Regions from separate parts of the Columba livia genome. Here region 1 is linked to region 2. Evidence: chromatin contacts called from public Hi-C data. All regions are on one chromosome and are shown on one strand. Each heading gives the region's core, a stretch centred on a gene start, on an enhancer-like site or on the middle of the called end of the contact. The rest is flanking DNA. Distances are from core to core; before and after follow the strand shown. Region 1 overlaps RAI14 (retinoic acid induced 14). Region 2 overlaps LOC135577461 (a long non-coding RNA gene).

Region 1 (3,963 bases), core at 1,220-3,719, 110 kb before region 2:
CGCAGAGCTTAAAATGTCATAAAATTCAAGCACCTCACTTGATTGCAAGGAGACAGGACAACAGTATAGGAGTATGATACAGATTGTTAGCAGGAAATGTCTGTAGAATTATAGAATGTCCCGAGTTGGAAGGGACCCACAAGGATCATCAGGTCCAGCTTCTGCCCCTGCACAGGACAAGCCCACAGTTCACACCATGTGTCTGAGGGCATCATACAATTGCTTCTTGAACGCTGTCAGGCTTGGGGCTGTGACACCTCCCTGGGGAGCCTGTTCCAGTGCTCCACCACCCTCTGGGGGAAGAACCTTTTCCTAATGTCCAACCTAAACCTCCCCTGGCACATCTTCCTGCCATTCCCATGGGTTCTGTCACTGGTCACCAGAGAATAGAGACCAGCACCCGCCATTCCTCCTCCCCTTGTGAGGAAGCTGTAGGCCATGTCAACATCTAGTGGAACCAATCTAGAGGAACAAAAGGAAAACTTCTAATTTGATTTTCACTTTACCTGAAGCAACCTCTTAATGCAATCAGGGTGGCTGTTCTTTGCTGCAAGATGTAAAGCACTGTGTCCTAAATGAATAAAAAGCAAAGCAAATTGAGTATTTAATCACACTGAAACACAGGAATAAACTCTTCCATGACAAAGGCGAAATTTTGAATTACCCATGTTATGTCTGTCATGGTACATGAAAAGCAAGGGTAGAGAAAATAAAATAAAAACCTACATCAAGCAGAATGTCTTTATGACAGATTGCCGTTCAGGCAGGTAACTGAATAATCTTAATGTCTAGCTTCATATATAGGAATGACACAAACACTGAGTCAGACTACACCTTAGCAGAAGCAAGTCTAAGATTCTGCAGTTATGTTTTGTTTCTTAAAACCCAATTTTCCTATATTACTCAGCCTCCCTTGCAGAGAGATGACTGTCAAGTGTCTTCACAATTTCTGCCATTTGACAATGAAAAAGGAACCCAGCACCAAGAACAAAACTCACCAGCTACCACTACAGCAAATTCGTGTCCTCCATGGAGTGCATGTAGAAGAGGACTCAGAACACAGGACTACTGTGGTTTGTATCTCACATATTCCCTTTTCTGTTAATTTATTTAGGATCTGTAAGCTCACATTTAGCTATGCAATATAGTGATTTACTGATTATGGATTTATGAAGAAAGACTGCAGTCTCTCTTCTAGTTTAATTTACAGAACATCTGAAAAAAATAAAGAGGCCAAGATAGCAAAACAATAAATTATCCATGTAATTAAGAAGGAGCCAAGATTTAGTACTCAGTGCAGACAGAGCCACTTGTGACAGTAGAATCTCACTGTAAATAATGTTAATATTACAGACAAGTCTTTCCTTAATGAATACTGGGTTGACACTCTGAGGTGAGAGCAGGCAACCTCTTATTATCCAAAACACTAATAAATTCTAAATCCTGAAGCAAGACAAGGTACGAATTCTGAATAATAATGTGTATCAAGTACATATATTCCCCTATCATTATGTGTAATGTAAATGCCGCTTCCAGCATCACAGACACTTCCTTATAGAGGCAAATCATTCTCATGTGTGACAGAAATTCCTTCAGGCTGCAATCAGTGGCCAAAACAGAACTCGTGAGCCCAACATTTACAGATCATTATTGGAGAGACAGAATGCTGACAGTTCATTCAGGTCACTCCGCTAGCCAGAGAAAATGCTGGGCACAGATTTCACAGTCATGTCAACTGAAATCCATTAAGAAGGGTTTGTCAGTTTCAAATTCAGGTCCCATCATTCTCCTAGTAGATTAGTAATTAAGGCATGAGACTTTTGAGGGCTGAAACAGCATACTTAATAGCTCCTAGCTTTGTTTTGGCTTGTATCAGCCCTTTTCACTGTGTCACAATCCTGAGCAAATGTCTTGCTGCAACTCCTGTACAGTTAATGGCGTTAACAGCTTGGCTACACATAAAAGCAAAACCAAAGATCTTGACTGAACCTACAAAAAGCTTCAAATAAAGTTAACAAAAAGAGTTGGTGGAGGTTATTTTTTTTTCATTTAATTTTTTTTTTTTTAAAAAAGAGCGACTATTTTGCATCTACAGTCCACTATAAATGCTGTCATTTATAGTATATTAGGGCATAAGTTTTTTATGGCTTTAGAATCTAAATTCTATACACAGAAAAGCAAGTATGCCTGAACCTGCAAGATTTACAACTGATTTTACTGCACAGTGTGTGGGGAAAAGCAGTGTTGTCAAATTCATAGTTGCACTAAGAGCTATATAGGCAAATTAAGTGTATTATGCTACATGAGTAAGTTCACAGAAGCTTACCTGCACCATCTTGGGCTGTCACATCTGCACCATGTGTCACCATGATCCTGAGGCACTCTGCATGCCCCTTTGTGGCTGCCAGGTGAAAACTGGAAGAGAGCATTTACATGTCACTTTTCTTTTATTAAGACCTCCTTTCTCTTTCATTCACAAACCAAGTATTGGCAAGTTCTCCCCTCCACACCCCTCGATCTCCTGGCATCTCTCCACTGCCTCCCAAGAAGACAATAGCTCTGAAAGTGAGAAGGCATATCACAAAGCCTTTGTAGTCATACCTTCACATATGCTGCTGTCTCATTAACCCATGCCATATATATTATGCGCATCTAGTTGCACCCAGTTTTTCAACTAATGTCCCTGGTGAGAATATATCCCCAAAGAATGTCTGGGCTTAGGGAATTAATGAAGAAAACATTCACAATGACTGACTTTGCTCTAGTCATTCTAGTCAATCCTGATTTCCCCGCATTTCTGTGGACAGAATTTAGTTCCTCTAAAAGGTGATTCAGCTCTTAAATTAAACTAAATCAAGTTGTGCTTTGGCACTGTTCTTTACAGAGCCCATCCTTCTATGTAGAGGGGGGAAAAAAAAACTTTCAGTGTTCATGAATGCCACCTGAAGAAACCAAAGCTACTGGATACTTGTGAGACTATGTTAGAGATGTATTTTTTCATCTTTCGGTTTTGCTGTTCACTTAAAGCACCTGCTTGTTTGAACAGTGGGAAATTGCGGAGGTTACCAACCACACCATGACAGGACGCACCTAACAGAATCAATTAACCAAGATATAATTACAGAACAAATCAAAGAAGTTACAATGAATTAAAGCTTTTTCACAGCTGAAGGTTCATGTTTTACAACTTTGGTACCTCAGGATTCACAGAATCAGTTTTATACATGCGCTGCTAACTTAATTTTGCTGGGAAGCAAAAACAAAGGAAAAAAACTTCTGAAAACAGAGAAATTTATACCCTTCTCATGCATATCGTGCCACCATCAAGTCTCAAGATACGGTCACAGTACAGGCAGGCATACTGCTTCCCCATGTGTCCTACTAATATCAGATGGATATACAGATCTGTTTTCCAGCGGGACTAATGTGAAAAAACAACAACAACAAATCACAAATTCAAAACAAAACACTTCCAGTTACTATTAAATTGTGTATGACAAGCTGGGGCCTTCATTAACATGCCCCAAACTGAAAAAGTCAGTATTCCCAGCATATTTTCTAATATCTCTTAAAGGAGACTTCCATTTTTAACATCATGCACTCCTGTGTTAATGGGGATTTTTCCCCTGGAATCTAAAGGGAACACCACGAATCATGAAGACTCACCAACTTCTGTATTAAAGAATTCACATTTTGAACAACAGTTTCCTTTAAAATGTTAAAACTAACACTGAAAGTTCAGCCCGCTAACCGGGAAAACTGGGAATAACATGCAAGAATGAAACAGATAATTCTGGCACATAATATGTGAACTGCAATGCTGTGTTTCTCTAAGCTGTAGCCTTCTTTGCAGCCTCCTTGAAACAGCAGAGAAAAAGACCTACAGACATAATCTGGCAAAGGGTGGAGAATTAATCAAACCAGGAGATCTGCTGGAACAGAGCCCTTTGTGAAGCGCAGCAA
Region 2 (3,959 bases), core at 127-2,626:
TCGCTAGCCGTGGGTGAAGAGTTAAAGCTCCTTGGCTTTTGTGTAGCAGTATAACTGGTAATTTCAATCTATTTGCTAACAGGTAAATGAAAAGTCTGCAGGGACACTGTTGTTTTAGTGCTTGAACAGGTATTTGCCATCTGGTGAAGCGTCAGGAGGCTGAGCTGGAGGCCTAGATATCACTCAAGGGAAAATGTGCCTGGCAGGGAAAGATAAGAAATGTAGAGTAAAAGCAGCTCATGGTGACCCAAGATTAACTGTTCACACCATGGCAAAGGGTACAGAGGGCCACCACAAGCAGACCCTGGCCAATTTGCTGCTCAGCTTAGAGGAGGAGACGGCTTTGTGCACATGGACGGTGCATGCAAGACACATCTGGCTGTACCAGCTTGAAGGGCCAGGGGCAGAGGCTCACACAGCCTTTCGCTGCTGTTTAACCATGAGCTCACATATCACTCTTTGGAGGACAACAGCAGGGTCAGTGGGTAGCACAAACCAGGGACAGTTTTTTGCTAGGCTAAGGATGTGGCCAACCTTTTTTTTAAGGGACAATAATTGAACATGAGCTTTTCTGTGCTTGTTGCTCCCTGGACACCAATACTTCCTCGCTGAATCAAATGAGGATCAAATGAAAGTGTGGGATTCAGAAGACAGAGCAGCCAGCCTCTGAGCTACAAGGGGCCACACAGCCTTTGTGGGAGGTGTTTGAGGAACATGTGCTATGTTCTTTCCTGCTGCATCTCATCAGGTGTGTTCCGGAGAAGGACTAGCTCATCTATGACCAGAGACTGTTGTGTGTCCCCTTGGACAGCTAGATGTGCATCTGTCACATGCAGTCTGGGTCACAGGACTGAGTGTCTAACCAACAACTTCATGGGTGATCAGATTTGTGGCCACAAGGTTGCACATCTGGGGGACTGAGAAATAGTGGCGGCTAGAAGTGGGCTGCTAGCACAGTTCAAATGGATCCTGGGGAAGGATGGTGGGAGACCTGGACAGGTGACAAACTTTTCTGGTGGCTGAAGCAGGGCACTCTTGCTGCTTATGTCAGCAGCCGCTTCCCTGTTTCTCCCCTGAGACTCTGTCCTGGTCTGTCTCAACACCTGTTCTGCCATGTCAGCACATTTCCATGATATCCTTTCGAGTTCTTCTAGGCAAAAATATAGCAGTGAAAATTTTTTCCCCATTTCTAAAGAAAAGACCATTATGAGGGTAAACCTGATCTCTTTTCCACTCACTAGTACAGACTGACTTTTGCTTAATAAAGTTATGAATACTCAAATGAAAGGGGGACAATATAGTATGCCCTAGATTAGAGATAAGATTTTTTAACCTAGAAATTTGACCCAGTTATTTGAATACCTGTATATCTACACAATATAAATGAGCAGTGCTCATCACCTTCCTTTCTGCGACCAACACAGCCAAGACTTTTGAAACTGTCTGCCCAAAGTTGTATCCCCAAGTCTGCTGTTCAGCCATCTGAATAAGCTGTCTGATTTTCAGACATTCTGAGCCTTTTACAATTCCCATGTGATTCTGCTAACAGAAAATCTTGGCCTCTGAGCCTTACTGTTAAATTAAGCAGCGCCAGGTCTGGCTGTGATTATTAGAGCTGAGAAAAAACTCCATCTGTGTTTCACTGCATGCCAGGCAGAGCTGGCCCACGTCCCAAGCAGACCTGTGCTAGTTTGCCTTTTCAAGCAGATTTGCACAGCTGTGCTCAAAACAACCCCCCAAAAGTGTGGCCCCATGTATAAAAACACTGTAACTCCAGTATTGGTGCAAAGCAGCTCTGAAACCTGTGTAGGTACCAGCAGTGGAAGTGGTGAAACAAGCAGCAGTGGAAAAGGCTGCTAGCACGTGCCGATCTGAGGAATTTTAGATGTTCTGAGATATGGAATTTAATTTGCTGAGGTTTCAACTCACAAGACGGAAGACTATGTTTCAGCATATATTTTGAGTTTGTATACTAAACTGATTTCACTTCAGTGTTTTGGAATATTCAAACATTTTAAAGCTATGTGTCATATAATACAATACAAAATACTAGCAGTCTGGTTTTGTCACAATGCAATCTTCACAGGCTTGAGACAAGGTTTCTCTTCATGAAGTAAATTTGTTCCAGCTTCAAATGAATCAACCAGGAAAATCCTTAAATCTTCCACAGAACAGAATTTTCTTCCTCCAGACATATGTCAGCAGCTGCTGCAGCTGGGGTGTCTGCCTGGATCAAAGGGATTGGGAAGGGGTGGTGGGATGGTGTAGCATTCATCCAGCATGTGATAGCAAGTACAAGAGTTAGTGCCTGGAATCGTGATGTCATCGTATGAGTTACAGAAAAACACTGGAGTCGAGGGAGACTTTTCTGTCCCTTTCCTGATTTGGAGAATATTTATTCTGCAAACTGGCTGTAGAAATATTTAACTACATGTTAAGTCAGTCAAACCTTTACATTTCAATGGTAGTTTTTGCATTAATCAGGAATAGAGTTTAAAAGTTAGACTGACATTTCTGCAGATCTGCTCTACATGTATATAGACACTTGAATATTTCAGCCACTAAATGTGATGTTTGGCAACAACAGTGACTTTTAGGATTATGCTCTTCTTCTTGTACTCTCTTTTTTGAACAATACTATGCTGTCAAGGTTAATTTAAAGTAATGAAGAATTTCCCACCTCCCAGGTGGTTTAGCTTGAACATGGCCAGTGAGTTCATCTGACTATGAATTCGTGTTACTCTCCTCCCTCAGCTTTAGTTCTTTTAATGATGTCTTTTTGTTGATGCATTGCCTGTGAAAACAGGGATAACTCTCATTTTCCTTGTAGGTCAAACCATCCATGAGCACAGTACAGACTGTACAATTCAGCTTTCTGATTATCAGAGCTCCCCGAGTTTGGAAATGAAGCTTTCCATGTCCGTCAAGTTCCAGATAATGAATGGGAGAAGCAGTTCACAAAGTACAGATTACAGCCTTGGTGCATGAAAGAGAATCAAAATTAGTGCTGCTTTACCTTAGCATGCCAGCTTATAGTTTATGGCAGTTCAGGAGTGTAAAAGGAGACATTTAACTATGCCTACAGCTGGAGTGGGAGCCTCCAGAAGAGTGTGACAGAGAGAGGGGGCAGGTGGTCAGGTCAGCTCTCCCAGACCTGTCAAATGGCCATTAGTGAGTCAGACCCCTCACTCCAGCTGATGCCATTAAAGCTTTTGTGTGTCTCTGGTGATCAGACACATAAGGCAAATGTGGGTGTTGCAGACCGTACTCCCTTGAGTGGGTATAGTGAATTACATGGGGGAAACACAGGCACTGATTTCTGTGAAATAGCTTAAAAAAGTTTGCTTCAGGACCCATGTATTGGCTGGGTTTATGTATGTGTGTAACTGTCCAATGCTTTGCAAAGTGCCTTCTATTAGAAAAATACAAAAATGCAGTCATATTTGATAGCTAAATTCTGTAGGTGTAATACTTCTCTGGAAGGAGAAGGGAGTTATCTAATGAGAGGGTATGATCAAGTCAGGTTACTCACCTCAAAGTTGTACAGTGGTAGGACAAGAGACAACTGACACAAACTGGAGCATTAGACAAAAGGAAAACTTTTTCATTGTGTGGATGGACAAATCTTGAAGAAGGGTCTAAAGATGTAGGGAATCTCCATACTTGAACATCTTCAACACAGGGCCGGAAAAGTGCCTGAGCAAGGTGATCTCACCTGCTTGGAGCAGGGTGTTTAACTAGGCAACCACCACCTTATTGTCCCTCTCAAAATGATAATTTAAAATGATTCTATGAATGTAACCAGCTGAAACTCCTCTCTCTCTCTCTCAAAAAAAAGGCAGATTTGTAAGGAAGAAGTGTCTAAAGGTGAAGCTGCAGTTAACATCTAAGCTTTCCCAGCAAGTAGAGTAAGAACAGCCCTGCCCCCCTCTCTCACTTTTCTGCTCCCAGACGTGACT

What was found. A called contact is a pair of places that touch in the nucleus more often than the background predicts.
Region 1: a contact with region 2 is called in a Hi-C map of liver, with 6 times the contacts expected there. The contact joins two enhancer-like sites. A contact is called at or near these places in 2 of 2 Hi-C or Micro-C datasets (crop and liver).

Annotation. Positions count from the first base shown.
Region 1 is chrZ:20,442,732-20,446,694 of bColLiv1.pat.W.v2, reverse strand. RAI14 (retinoic acid induced 14) reads right to left here. Exons shown (of 19, transcript XM_065047542.1): 5 at 2,327-2,415; 6 at 507-571. Among named protein-coding and RNA genes, the nearest start is that of BRIX1, 40 kb to the left of the region's middle. Within about 2 kb of position 2,469, at least 1 of the 3 cell types and tissues checked has an H3K27ac peak away from gene starts, as active enhancers do.
Region 2 is chrZ:20,331,203-20,335,161 of bColLiv1.pat.W.v2, reverse strand. All of the region lies in intron 3 of LOC135577461 (a long non-coding RNA gene), which reads left to right. Among named protein-coding and RNA genes, the nearest start is that of C1QTNF3, 32 kb to the right of the region's middle. Within about 2 kb of position 1,376, at least 1 of the 3 cell types and tissues checked has an H3K27ac peak away from gene starts, as active enhancers do.